Linked DNA regions of Oryctolagus cuniculus: region 2 is linked to region 1. Evidence: chromatin contacts called from public Micro-C data. All regions are on one chromosome and are shown on one strand. Each heading gives the region's core, a stretch centred on a gene start, on an enhancer-like site or on the middle of the called end of the contact. The rest is flanking DNA. Distances are from core to core; before and after follow the strand shown.

Region 1 (6,359 bases), core at 2,668-5,167:
GGAGTGAACCAGTGGATGGAAGACCTCTTTCTCTGTCTCTACCTCTCTCTGTAACTTTTTCAAATAAATAAAATTAATCCTTTTTTTTTTTTTTAAAAAAAAAAGCTTCGGCTGAGACAGAGGTGATGCGAGAGAGGTGATGCTGGTGCCACTGTGGGCACGCTACAGTGGAAATCACCGCGTGAATCTACTACACTGTCAGAACACCTGGGAAGCAGAGACTTTCACTCCTCATTCCCTGCAGTGTCCCCAGTGCTGAGGAGCACGCCCAGGCACCTAGCAAATGTGACTTGAATGATTATTTTATGAAACTTTTCTCATTTATTAGAAAAATAAAAACCCACCTGAAAGCAGTTAACTGGGAGTGTGTCTTTAAACTTCTTAAGAACCACTCCTGGAGAACCACTCATTGTCCCTCCCCAAGTCCCCCAAAAAGAAATTAGTTCTAACGCATCCAGGTAGCTCTTTTGGGACGTTCCATTTCACAGGTGAGATAGAAACTTGCTTCGCCCCTGGGAGCACGCTGCTCTCCCTACACAAGGCTGCTCCCACAACAGGCTGTTTTCATATTAGACTAAGGCGTTTGGTGAGATTTCCTTGGTATGCCAGAAAGCACTGTTCCCACAGACTTCCCAAAAGGTTGTAGTTTGCTATACTGATCCATTTCCCACGGAGATTTATGACTTTAAGCATCTCATCAAAAGACTGAGAAATTCCTCTTCACTGTGTCTGTCAATCCCAGGTGGCTGCTTTGGGTCACACTTACATGTTTGGTCAGCAGTGACAAGTCATGAAGGGCGTAAGAGTAGAGTCAAATGCATTCTGTATTTTACGAGTTTAGGTGCCTGGAAAATTGGAAGCAATCCCCCTGCCTTAGGGTGCTCCAGGGGCTCAAGAAAAGGAGGGAGTCTATATGTCCCCCCGTTTCCTGGCTAGTCAATGAAGAGACAAATGCAAGGCTGTGGGGGAAGGTTATGAGTTTTGTTATGAGGTTATGAATTTGTTGCACATGGACAGCATCTAGGAGGAAATGTGTCTAGAGCGCAGAAGTTAAGATTTGGAGGACACACCAAATACAGATGCTACCCCTGAGACATGATGGGGATACGTACTGCTAAACCCATCGTAACCTAAAAATATCATACAATGAAAATGCATCGAATCCCTCTAACCTACCAGATGTTATTGCTCACGTAGCTCAAGCACACTACAGTATGCGATGTTTCCTTGGTGATCCCGGAGCTGACCCGGAGCTGTGCCTGCCTCTGGCCAGCACCGAAAGGAAGGACTGGACCATCTATCACTGGCCTGGGAAAAGACCCAAAGTCAAAATCTGAAGCTTGGTTTTTGCACTACCATAAAGCTGAAAAAAAAATCATTACGTCAAAGCATCATAAATTGGGGGCCGTCTGTGTTGGTATTTGTGGAGCACTGGGCGTGGAGGACAGCACCCGAAGAGAAAGCACATAGAATGAGAAAATAAGAGGGTTAGGACAGAACGTCTGGAAACACCATAATTTAGGGGCTGGCAGCAGAAGAGTAGCCAGCCAAGCAATAGAGGAGGACAGGAGGATGTCACGTAGGCATCATGGGAAACAGGCAGGATGATCAACGTTGCTCAATGACGCAGAGACAGAAAATGGCCCTGCAGAAAGGTGACTAGAAGGAAATATATGTAAAATATCAATACATCTATTCCCAATGGGTGACATTTTAGGTAGCTGACTTTCTTCTCTTAAAGGTCCTATATTTTCTGAATTGTGTCTAATAAACATCAGATCCATGTATATGGAAAAGCTATTAAAGTATAAAACAAATGCTTTGATAAAGTCTAAAATGTTTTATAAAGCAAAGAGCAAGTAATGATTCACTAAGAAGCGTTTGAGTTCCTATGTGCTGGGCCCCATGCTAAGGATAAAATAATGACCAAGAGGTTAGCTCTGCTGTTTGACCAAAGGGAGTGGCAGCTGATTTGGCAAGGTGTGTGGGGGGGGGGAATGTAGGGCTCCTGGGGAGTGGTGGCAGGAGGTGAGGCTGGAGGAGCCAAGTTGATGTGTCTTGTCAAAGCACATGGCCTTCACTTTGAAGGCTGCAGGGAGGCTGCTGAGACGAAGAGCCACGGTCGGAACTGTGCTTTGCCCGATGTTAATTTTCTACTTAACTCGGTTAGTAGTATGGCTGCTGGCCTGGAGCAGCCTAAGGAATGATACAGGCAGCACAGTTACTAGGCAACTACTATAACCGAGGGAAGGCAGAGCCCTAGGGATGGACCAGGCCCAAAGATGCTTGGAGTAGCATCAATAGGTTTCCAGGATGCAACAGACTGGATTTATGCTGCAGGGAAGATGACTTGAAGTGTGGCTTAAAAAAAAAAGTCAACAACCAACTTCATCCTTCTCAAAGACAGCTTCTTGAACATCTTCCTCGGGAAGACAAGCACCAGAATCCCACCAGTCCTCAAGCTAGCTACTCTCCCGCATGGCAGTGGTCAGGAGGCAGTGAAGCCATGTGCGGGCCCAGCTCTGTCTGGCTCCCCTAAAATAACAGCATGGACGCAGCTGGCTTTGAGAGACTCAGGGAACGCAGCACCTGCGGGTGCCATGACACCAGGCTATTGCTTCTTGCACTCCTGGGGCTGCGAGGCGAGATCTGGGTCCCATGTGTGCCTAGAGTGAGAATTTCAAACCGACACCCTGATGATTTCTTCCCTTCTTCTTTCTTCTTCCCCACTTCTTCTTCACATTCCAGGGGAAATACAGTGAGGCAACTTTTTTGGTCGAAAAAAAAAGAGAGAGATCTGGGTCTCAGGGTGGGTGAAGAGTGACAACTATCCTACAGTTTGTGTGTCTGCCCCTATGGGCGTCATGGATATACAAATTAAGAAAAGTGAGTGTCTGGGTCGCTGTGACAGAGGGGACAATGAATAATGTGCGTATATGAGACCCACTGGAGTCCATAGCCACAAAACGGGACACTAGATCCTCAGCTCCCGCCCCACCACACGTGCATATCCCGACACTTTTCTTTATCCAGTGCACATAATTCAATGCTTCTGTGACAAAGACAGGTGCTGGAGTTTATTATTACTTTTGGAAATAATATGAGAAGAAATAGCTAGAGAAGGGACGAGCCGTTTGCCTAAGCCCCCCATGGGGAGAGGCGGCTCTAATCGGTGTGCGCCTATCCTCTCCTATGCAAGTGATGAGAAAGGACTGGGTCCCAAGTGCTGTGAGTTTGGGCTTAGAGGTGGCGGCTGAGGCACCTGTATTCTATTCTCCCATTTATCCCCGGCCTGGAAACCTGAGGCCGAGGGTGCTCAGCGAGTGAACTAAAGAGGCCAATTAAGAAAGCATCCAGTCTCCGCCCAGGCCCCGACCCCGGCCACCACATCTTTGAGGAGCAGCGACTCCCACGCTCGCCAGCCTCCCCACGGGGCGCCAGGGATGCCGACTTTTCACATCACTGCCCCGCGTTCGCTCCTTCGAGGTGGGCAGTGCTACACTCTGCTGCCCCACAGCAACCGGCTGCCGCCCTCCCGTCCCCGCGCCCCGCACGCTCCCCGCCTCGGGTCCCCCTCCTCAGAGCGCCAGGCGACCCCGAGGACGCGCAGGGCCCGCACCTGCCCGTCCTCGCTCCCACCCCAGCCTGCACCAGCTTCTGACCTGACCCCCGCCCCAACAAACCCGCGCCCGCGCCCGCTCCCCACCCGGGGCCCTCACGCGCGTGCGGCTGCGGGGAACGCGAGCGCCCCTGTGCGCGAGCAGCTAGACTCACGCGCGGCCGCCCGTGGCTCCCGCGACGTGGGGAAGTGAAAATGAAATCGACTTTTCCGAGAAACGATGAAAGCGGCGCCGCGAGCCAATGAGCGGCGGCGGCGAACTTCCGCGCCCCGCGGCCCGGCCGCTCGCGCCCGCCCTCGGCCGCCGCCTCCCGGTTGCACAAGGCCGAGACAAACACTGGGGAGGAAGGGCGGAGGAGGCGGGCGGAGGGAGGCGGGCGAGGGCGCGCGGCGGCGAGCGGGGCGGGGGGCGGGGGGATTTCCAGCCGCGGCGCTTCGCAGTTTCCTCTCCTTGTTTTGCTTTCGATCTGGACTGTTCTCAGGCCAGCCGGGGAGTAACTTTTAGTTTTGCTCCCGCGATTATTCAACTGACGGGCTTTCGTTTCCATTTCCCACACCCTAGCAACACTTAGCCCTTGCGGGATTGCACGGCTAGCGTGAAAAAGCACACGGAGAAGGTAACATTTTTTTTTTTTTTTTTGGCCAAATAATAGTTGTGACGGTGCGTGTGTTTTCTCTCGAGGGCTTGTTGACGGGGCCGGGGGTGGGGGCTGTGCGTTTGCGTGTGCGTGTCCTGATGCTTTTGACACGATGTTTTGCAGACGGAAAATGCCGGGGTTCCTAAAAATTAATGCCGGTTTGTGGAGGATCACTCGGCGCAATTATGGATCATCTGGTTTTAGGGGAAGCAGGTTCGGCTGTTCTGCTGCTGTTGCTACTGGGGCTGCTGAGGCTGCAAGGAGGAGGAGGAGGAGGTGGAGGAGGAGGAGGAGGTAGAGAGGGAGGAGGAGGAGGTTGGTGGAGGTTTAATTTCACTTTTGGATTTGCAGATGCGAAGAAGTGGTTCCATGGACACAGAGCTGTTCTGTGTGATTCCGTACCTCAGGTGTCGTGTGTCGGGGTGCGGGTCCGCTGGAGCAGGGCCTCATTTAAAACCAAAACTGTCCTGTCTGCGTGTGCGTGTATGTGTGTTTACAAGCCGCGGCCGCCAGCAGACCCGAAGGCGGGGAGCAGGTCCTCCTCGGTGCCGGCGGCGGCGCCTCTCCCGCGGCAGCCGCCAGTGTAAATAAGCGGGCACCCGCCGTCCGCCAGCTGCCCGCGCCCCGGCGACAGCAAACTTGAAGGGGCGCCCCGCGGCTGAGCCTGGGGGCTCGCCCACCCGCCCGGCACCGGGCAGGGTCGCGGGCGTCGGGTGGCAGCGTCCGGAGCGGGCTCGGAGCGCGAGGCTGGGCGCCGGGCCTGGCCGACGCGCCGGGCTTCCTGGGGGCTGGGCCGCCGCCACTCTGGAGGGACGCCGCGTCCTCCTTCCCGCCGGCCAGCGCCCGGCCTGGCCCGGGGGCTTTGTCGTTGCACTTGTCCCGGCGCGCGAGGGGCTCAGGCGGCGCGTCTCGGGAGGGCGCCGCGCGGACGGGTCATCTGCCCCGGCCGCGGCCTAGCGCCGGGCGCCTCCGGGTCCCCGCCGGCGCCCCCGGCCGGCCTCGCGCGCTGGGCCTGACCCGCCTCGGCTACGGAGCGGGCGAGGTGGGGGCAGGGAGCCTCCGGGGACCGAGCGGCGCCCGGGAGGGCAGGCGCGAGGGCCGGCGTCCCCCCAGAGGGGGGCTTGGGGCGCGGGGCGGCGGCGGGGTGGGGACGGGAATGCCCGCCCCGCGCCCTCCGACCCCGCTGTGGGCGCCGGGTGACACTCGCCCGCCGGCCGAACATGGTTGGTGCAAAGCCGCGGCCGCCACTTCCTCTCCGCCTCGCCCGCCCCGGCTCGCCCACCGAGCGATGCCGGCTGCAGCCAATCGCGGCGCCCGGCCGCTCCCGGCGGCACGGTCCGGGGGCTGGCACCCGCCGGGGGCCCGGGGAGCCTGTCCAAGTTCACAGGGTGTCGCTGGCAACTCCCGCCCTCCCCGGAACGCGGCGGCAGCACCCGCTGGCCCCGGTGCGTTTGCCACCCTTACCCGCGTGTCCCCTCGGAAGGGGGGAAAGGGACGGAGGCTGGCCGCCCGACCGGGGCGTGAGCCGCGTGTTTGGGCACCGCTGGGGCGCCGGGGGCGGCCGGCGTAGGCAGGACCCGCCGGGCCGACTGTGTATGTAGCGCGGTAGCTCTCCCTGGCTGCTAACCCCACGGTGTTTGAAACTTGGGGGCTTACTGCCCGCTCCGCGGTCTTCAGCCTTCTCCTTCCCGTCCTTGGCTGTGGAATTAGAAAATGCAGCCCTTCTAAAACGAGGAAAAGTGCCGGCCTTTGCCTTCTGCCCGTGGCCGCCCCGTGGCTGTGATTCGGTCTGCTTTTGATGAATGGCCAGGGAGGGTGGAGGATACTTACGTTTCCTGTTGTGGATTTTCAGGAATCATCGGGGTTGCAGTCCTGCGTGCAGACGTTGATTGGTTTTCAGATGCACTGCGGGCACCCCTTGCACTTGGCAGCCTGCACATTTTGGTGCTCCAGGGCAGGTGCAGACAGGGGTCTGGTATCAGACACAGGGGCGGATGGTCTTGATGTTAGACAGATGCCTGCTCCATTGCCAGGGCCCCAGCGGCGATCCCGTTGGACTTCATCACACACACAGATTCAGGGGGCCCTGATTTTCCCGGAAT
Region 2 (6,359 bases), core at 2,745-5,244, 62 kb before region 1:
TTCTATGCACTCATCAAATTGTATTTAAATATTCATGTGTGTTATGTCTTTGTTAGCCTGCAGAAACCCAATGTTTCTTTTTTTTTAAAGATTTATTTATTTTTACTTGAAAGCGTTACACAGAGAGAGAAAGATAGGCAGAGAGAGAGAGAGGGAGAGAGAGGTCTTCCACCCGCTGGTTCACTCCCCAAATGGCCACAGTGGCCGAGGCTGGGCCAGGCAGAAGCAAGGAACCAGGAGCTTCTTCTGAGTCTCCCATGTGGGTACAGAGGCCCAAGTACTTTGCTCCTCCATTGCTTTCCCAAGTGCATTAGCAGAGAGCTGGATCAGAAGTGGAGCAGCCAGGACTTGAACTGGCACCCATATGGGAAGCTGGCACTGCAGGCAGAGGCTTAACTCTACACCAGAGCATCGGTCCCTGGGCAACACAATTTGTCCAAAGAAATGCTAGAAGCTAGTGTACTTGGGACGTATGAAATGAAGTAAGGATGAGTGGAAGGCGTAGCTGGAGAGGCAGGCAGATATGAGACACATGTGGGCAGGGATTTTGTTGAGGATTTTTTTTTTAAAAAAAGATTTTATTTATTTATTTGAGAGGTGGAGTTACAGAGAGGGAGAAAGAGAGGGGGAGGGAGAGAGAGAGAGAGAGAGAGAGAGAGAGAGAGAGAGAGAGATCTTGATCTGGTTCACTCCCCAAATGGCTGCAATGGCCAGAGCTGAGTTGATCCAAAGCCAGGAGCCAGGAGCTTCTTCTGGGTCTCCAATATGGGTGCAGGGGTCCAAGGATTTGGCCCATGTTTCACTGCTTTCCCAGGCCCTCAGCAGGCAGATGGATCAGAAGTGAAGCAGCCAGGACTCCAACCAGCACCCACACAGAATGCCAGTGCCACAGATAGAGGCTTAGCCTACTATGCCACAGCGCTGGCCCCAAATATGTTTTGAAATACCATAAAGCAGAGAGGTCAGCAAATGGCTAGTGCAGTAGTATAGACAAGATTCGGAGCCAAGGTGATGATAGTGGGGAAATGAAAGGGAGGGAGAGTATCAAGAATGTGAATTGTGAAGGAGAGAATTTGGGACATTTTCTGGATCAAAGGTTTGTGTAATAGGATTTCATGAATAGGAACAGTCACAAAAAGGAAGAAAGCACTGAAGACAATGTTTGTTTGATAATCTGGACAATTGGTAAAACCTGCAAGAATGTGAAAGTAAGTATTCTGGCTGGCACCGTGGCTCAATAGGCTAATCCTCCACCCAGCGGCGCCAGCACACCGGGTTCTAGTCCCGGTCGGGGCGCCGGATTCTGTCCCGGTTGCCCCTCTTCCAGGCCAGCTCTCTGCTGTGGCCCGGGAAGGCAGTGGAGGATGGCCCAAGTGCTTGGGCCCTGCACCTCATGGGAGACCAGGAGAAGTACCTGGCTCCTGGCTTCGGATCAGTGCAGTGCGCCGGCCGTAGCGCACCAGCCGTGAACCAAAAGCAAAAGGAAGACCTTTCTCTATGTCTCTCTCTCTCACTATCCACTCTGCCTGTCAGAAAAAAAAAAAGAAAAAAAGTATTCTGAAGGCATGTGGACATAAGAACAAGAAAATTGAGGTTGGAGCTATTGAGTACAGGTTTATCAGCATTTAGCACATATCCTAGATAGTGGATGATGTTGTCCAGAGTTGTAAGAAAATAAAGACAGGGAAAAAATAAATACAAGGGAGCATAAATAATTGTAAAACAGGCAGAGGAAGGCAAAAAGTTAACTTATTATGGGAAATAATTAACTTAGCTGGGGCTGGCACTTTGGCGCAGTGGGTGAAAGCCCTGGCCTGAAGTGCCGGCATCCCATATGGGCGCTGGTTCTAGTCCCGGCTGCTCCCCTTCTGATCCAGCTTTCTGCTGTGGCCTAGGAAAGCAATAGAAGATGGCCCAAGTGCTTGGGCCTCTGCACCCACATGGGAGACCCGGAGGAAGCTCCTGGCTCCTGGCTTCGGATCAGTGCAGCTCCAGCCATGGCGGCCATGTAGGGAGTGAACCAGCTAATGGAAGACCTTTATCTCTGTCCCTGCCTCTCTCTGTAATTCTTTCACATAAATAAAAATAAAATCCTTAAAATAATTAACTTAGCCATCTCTCAGAGTCCTATTACAATTTTCATGAAAGTTTACATGCAGATGGAAATCACTTTAACTTTGGGAACAAAACATAACAAACAAACCACCATTCTAGTAAAAATCCATGCAGTTTTTTCATAATATACATTTCCATAAACTTTTCTAAGGCCCTCATATGTATAGATTTCATATTTTTTGCACCAAGATAAACTTAATCCTCTAATTCCATTTTCATGAATCTTTTGAGGTATCATTAGCAGTTCTTTGCTCTCTCTCTTTCTAAGAATGGAAAAGAAACAGGGAGGTATGGAGAGACGGAGGGAGGAAGGAACCAAAAAAGGAAGGCTGGAAGGCAGGCAAGAGGGTGGGAAAGAGCTAAAGTAAACATGACAAAGCACTGTGGTAGACACCACTGCTTTTTTTTTCTCCTTAAAATGCCGAACATGCTTTTTCTTTTCTTTTCTTTTTTTTTTTTTTTTTGATTTTTTTAACTTTTATTTAACAAATATAAATTTCCAAAGTACAGCTTATGGATTACAGTGGCTTCTTCCCCCACGTAACTTCCATCCCACCCGCAACCCTCCCATCTCCCGCTCCCTCTCCCATTCCATTCACATCAAGATTCATTTTCAATTATCTTTATATACAGAAGATCAATTTAGTATATATTAAATAAAGATTTCAACAGTTTCCACCCACACAGAAACACAAAGTGTAAAGTACTATTTGAGTACTTGTTATAGCATTAATTCACATTGGACAACACATTAAGGACAGAGATCCTACATGAGGAGTAAGTGCACAGTGACTCTTGTTGTTGACTTAACAATTGCCACTCTTGTTTATGGCGTCAGTAGTCACCCTAGGCTCTTGTCATGAGTTGCCAAGGCTATGGAAGCCTTTGGAGTTCCCCGACTCTGATCTTATTTAGACAAGATCATAGTCAAAGTGGAAGTTCTCTCCTCCCTTCAGAGAAGGGTACCTCCTTCTTTGATGGCCCATTCTTTCCACTGGGATCTCACTCACAGAGATCTTTCATCTAGGTGTTGTTTTGTTTTGTTTTGCCAGAGTGTCTTGGCTTTCCATGCCAGAAATACTCTCATGGGCTTTTTAGCCAGATCTGAATGCCTTAAGGGCTGATTCTGAGGCCAGAGTGCTATTTAGGACATCTACCATTCTATGAGTCTGCTGTGTATCCCGCTTCCCATGTTGGATTGTTCTCTCCTTTTTAGTTCTATCAATTAGTATTAGCAGACACTAGCCTTCAAACATGCTTTTTCAACACTTAGTATTTTACACCAAAAAGGGATCCTTCATCCTTGTGAGCAATTAGCAAAATGCATAAAACTGTAAAAAAATTAATCCTCTAATCCAAAACAAAACAAAAAGCCGCTAATTAACTATTTTTGCTATATCAGCTTACAGAATGGGTTCTATTTTCATTCGTCCGTGTATCATATGCAGAAAATATGTTGGTAATTCTTTGTTTTGTTTAGTTCTCGGTATTTTTTTTAAGCGGCCCAAAGTTTTCCAAAACGTCCTTTTATTTACAAGGCGGATGTTCTTGTGACCCTGTGGGACGGCTCATTGCCTTCCTTCTACAGTATCTGCCGCGATTCCAGAGTCCCGGGAGGACATCAGGTACGGCCACTTGGGGGCTATCTCAGCCCTTCTCAGCTCTACCGCTGGACGGAGGCCGACACACACCAATTCTCTCTGTGCGGCGGACATTCGGGGACCTCGCCCTTGAAACAAGCCTCCAAACAGCGTCCCCGGACTTTGTGACAGCCTTATCGTGTGCCACCCATGAGAAACTACAACCCCCGTGGGTCCTGCTCCCCTGTTCCGCCGCCACCCCGCGCCTGCGCATTTTGGGTGCGGACTACTATTCCCAGGATGCATCGTTCCGGCGTCGCTCGCGCAGCCCCACTTCCTGCCTCGGCGTTTCCTGTGTACTAGGGGCCGGGCCAGGTGGAGGGAACGTTTAGGGTGCAAAGGTATTGGGAGTGGCTTTTATTTACTTATTTATCTATTGTAACGGGAGAACAGCGGGCGCACCCGAGAGACGGCCCATCTAGGTTTCTAGCGGGCGCACGGCTTGCTTCTCCGAGCCTCACTACCCGCCAGCCCAGCACAGGTAGTGTCCGTCGCTCCCGTCATTCAGTCTCCTGCGCCTTGAGGTTGTGGGAACTCCAACCCAGGGGCAGACAGCCGACAATCCTGGGGCGTACTGGCGACTTTTCTTTTCCTTCTATCACGGGGATTCTGGTAGAGAAAAGGAAGACTGAAGAAGGCTATCGGATCGTTTGCCCTGTAGATTGTTCCTAGGTGGTTTTGTACTTCGTTACAGTTGGGTGAGGGGTCCCTATTTTTATGGCCTTTGAAACTGGTTCTCGTTAATGTGTTCTGAAGACAGAACCGTGGGGGAATACCCACTTAAGAGGAAATGAGAATCGTCTCAACGCGCCATTTGACTGACAGCCTTAATGTATGTATGCCATTCATGGGAAACTACACTCTCTGCCCCTTCGCCAGGAAAGCAGAATGAATGCAGGAGTGAGAGGAGTGTCAGGTTGAAATGAGTTGAGAGTGAATTGTGTCTGGGAAGTGAGCAATTACAGGTGTTCATAAATTGCTTTTCAATAAATGTGAGATTGTCGAGAAAGATGTGGCTTGCAACCCAACTCTGACATTTTGTAATCTCATGCAAAGTAGTTGACCTTTTTGGGTCTCAGTTTTCTCACCTGTAAAATACAGATGATATTATCTGTATTTCCCAATTGACAGTTTTTGTAAAGGCAATTCAAAAATAAGTACGTGAACGTGGTTCCTGAACACCACAATCACCGAAGTGAGTGGGTAAAAATAACAGTGTGGCATGTGATCAAAGACTGGGACAATTTAGGAATGCTGATTAAATAAAATAATTCAAACAATGGCCATGGAGTCCAGACTGGTGGTCTGGGGGCAACAGATGGGTCATCAGACAGCAGTATCTCTCTGCTCTGTAAGCTTGAGGCTGGGAGGAGCCCTAAGTGTTGACAGTTGTTTGTCAATGGCCAGCCCAAATTCCATTCATGGTGCCTCAGCTCTTTATGCTCCCTGTGCCCAGAACACTCTTACCCCACAGAAACAGATTCAGGAGGGGACGTGTATGTATGTGCACATTATATATATATAGAAACACATATATGCACATGCTTATGTGTATACACCATACACAGGATACTTCAGGAGGCTCATGTAAAATAGAATGAAATGATGTTTATTTTGTTGAAAAGAATTTTGAAATCCATGCATAGTTTTTTTCATAATGTGCATATTCTGTGGACTTTTTCAGGACCCCTCTTACAAGCATGTACAGCATATGTTTACCAAATGACAGGGCACATTTTGAGAAATACACTGTTAGGCAAATTTCATCACTGTGTGGACATCGCAGAGTGTACTAACACAAAGAGCTGCTGTGCCACTAGATGATAAAATCTTCCAGGAGCACCATCATACATCATGTGGCACAGGACTGCCTGCATTAGATATGCTTGTGTATGTACGTACTTCTATATATATATGTATGTTGCTACCTCTATAAGAGATACTCAAATATATATAGGAAGGAGAAATTTGCTAAGATTTACCTTAAGGAACTGGTTTATACAGTTAGAGGGGCTGGCAGGTCTAAAATAGACAGCACACATGGACAGGCAAGAAAGTCTCATATGGGAGATGATATTCCAGTATTATTTATTTATTTTTGAGAGGCAGAGAGAGAGCAAGTGAGCACACCCCATCTGCCTGGTTCACTTCCAAAATGCCCACAATAACTGGGACTGGCCTGGGAACAAAGCCAGGAGCTGGGAACTCCAGCCAGGTATCTCATGCATATGGCAGGACCCAACCACCTGGGCCATCACCATTGGCTCCCCAGGGTCTGCCTCATCAGGAAGCTGGAGTCTGGAACTCAGAGCCAGGCACTCCTGTGTGGGATAAAGGCATCCCAAGCAGCACCTTAAGAGCGAGGCCAGTGCCCACTCCTTGATGCTGCAGTCTTGAGGCAGTCTTTCTTCTCCTCAGGGAAGTGCAGTTTCCCTTTAAAGGCCTTTACATTGCCTGGGTGAAGCCCACTCACATCATTGAGGGTACTCTCCTTTACTTAAAGTCTACATAATTATGCTTGTTAACCTTATCCTCCAAATTCCTTCACAGTAATGCCTATATTGTGTTAAACTGTTGAATACTATAGCCAAACCAAGGTGATCC

Evidence for each region. Hi-C and Micro-C count contacts between places; a contact is called where the count stands out from the background.
Region 2: a Micro-C map of ear pinna shows a contact between it and region 1, with 4 times the contacts expected there. The contact joins the enhancer-like site here to the promoter of IRF2 in region 1. A contact is called at or near these places in 3 of 6 Hi-C or Micro-C datasets (ear pinna, psoas muscle and an unstated tissue).

What each region holds. Positions count from the first base shown.
Region 1 is chr2:66,289,871-66,296,229 of mOryCun1.1, reverse strand. It overlaps IRF2 (interferon regulatory factor 2), which reads left to right and starts at 3,917. Exons shown (of 9, transcript XM_002709493.5): 1 at 3,917-4,236.
Region 2 is chr2:66,351,551-66,357,909 of mOryCun1.1, reverse strand. No RefSeq gene overlaps it. Among named protein-coding and RNA genes, the nearest start is that of CASP3, 56 kb to the left of the region's middle. Within about 2 kb of position 3,994, at least 8 of the 8 cell types and tissues checked have an H3K27ac peak or open chromatin away from gene starts, as enhancers often do. A contact at or near this core is called in ear pinna, where this site is marked.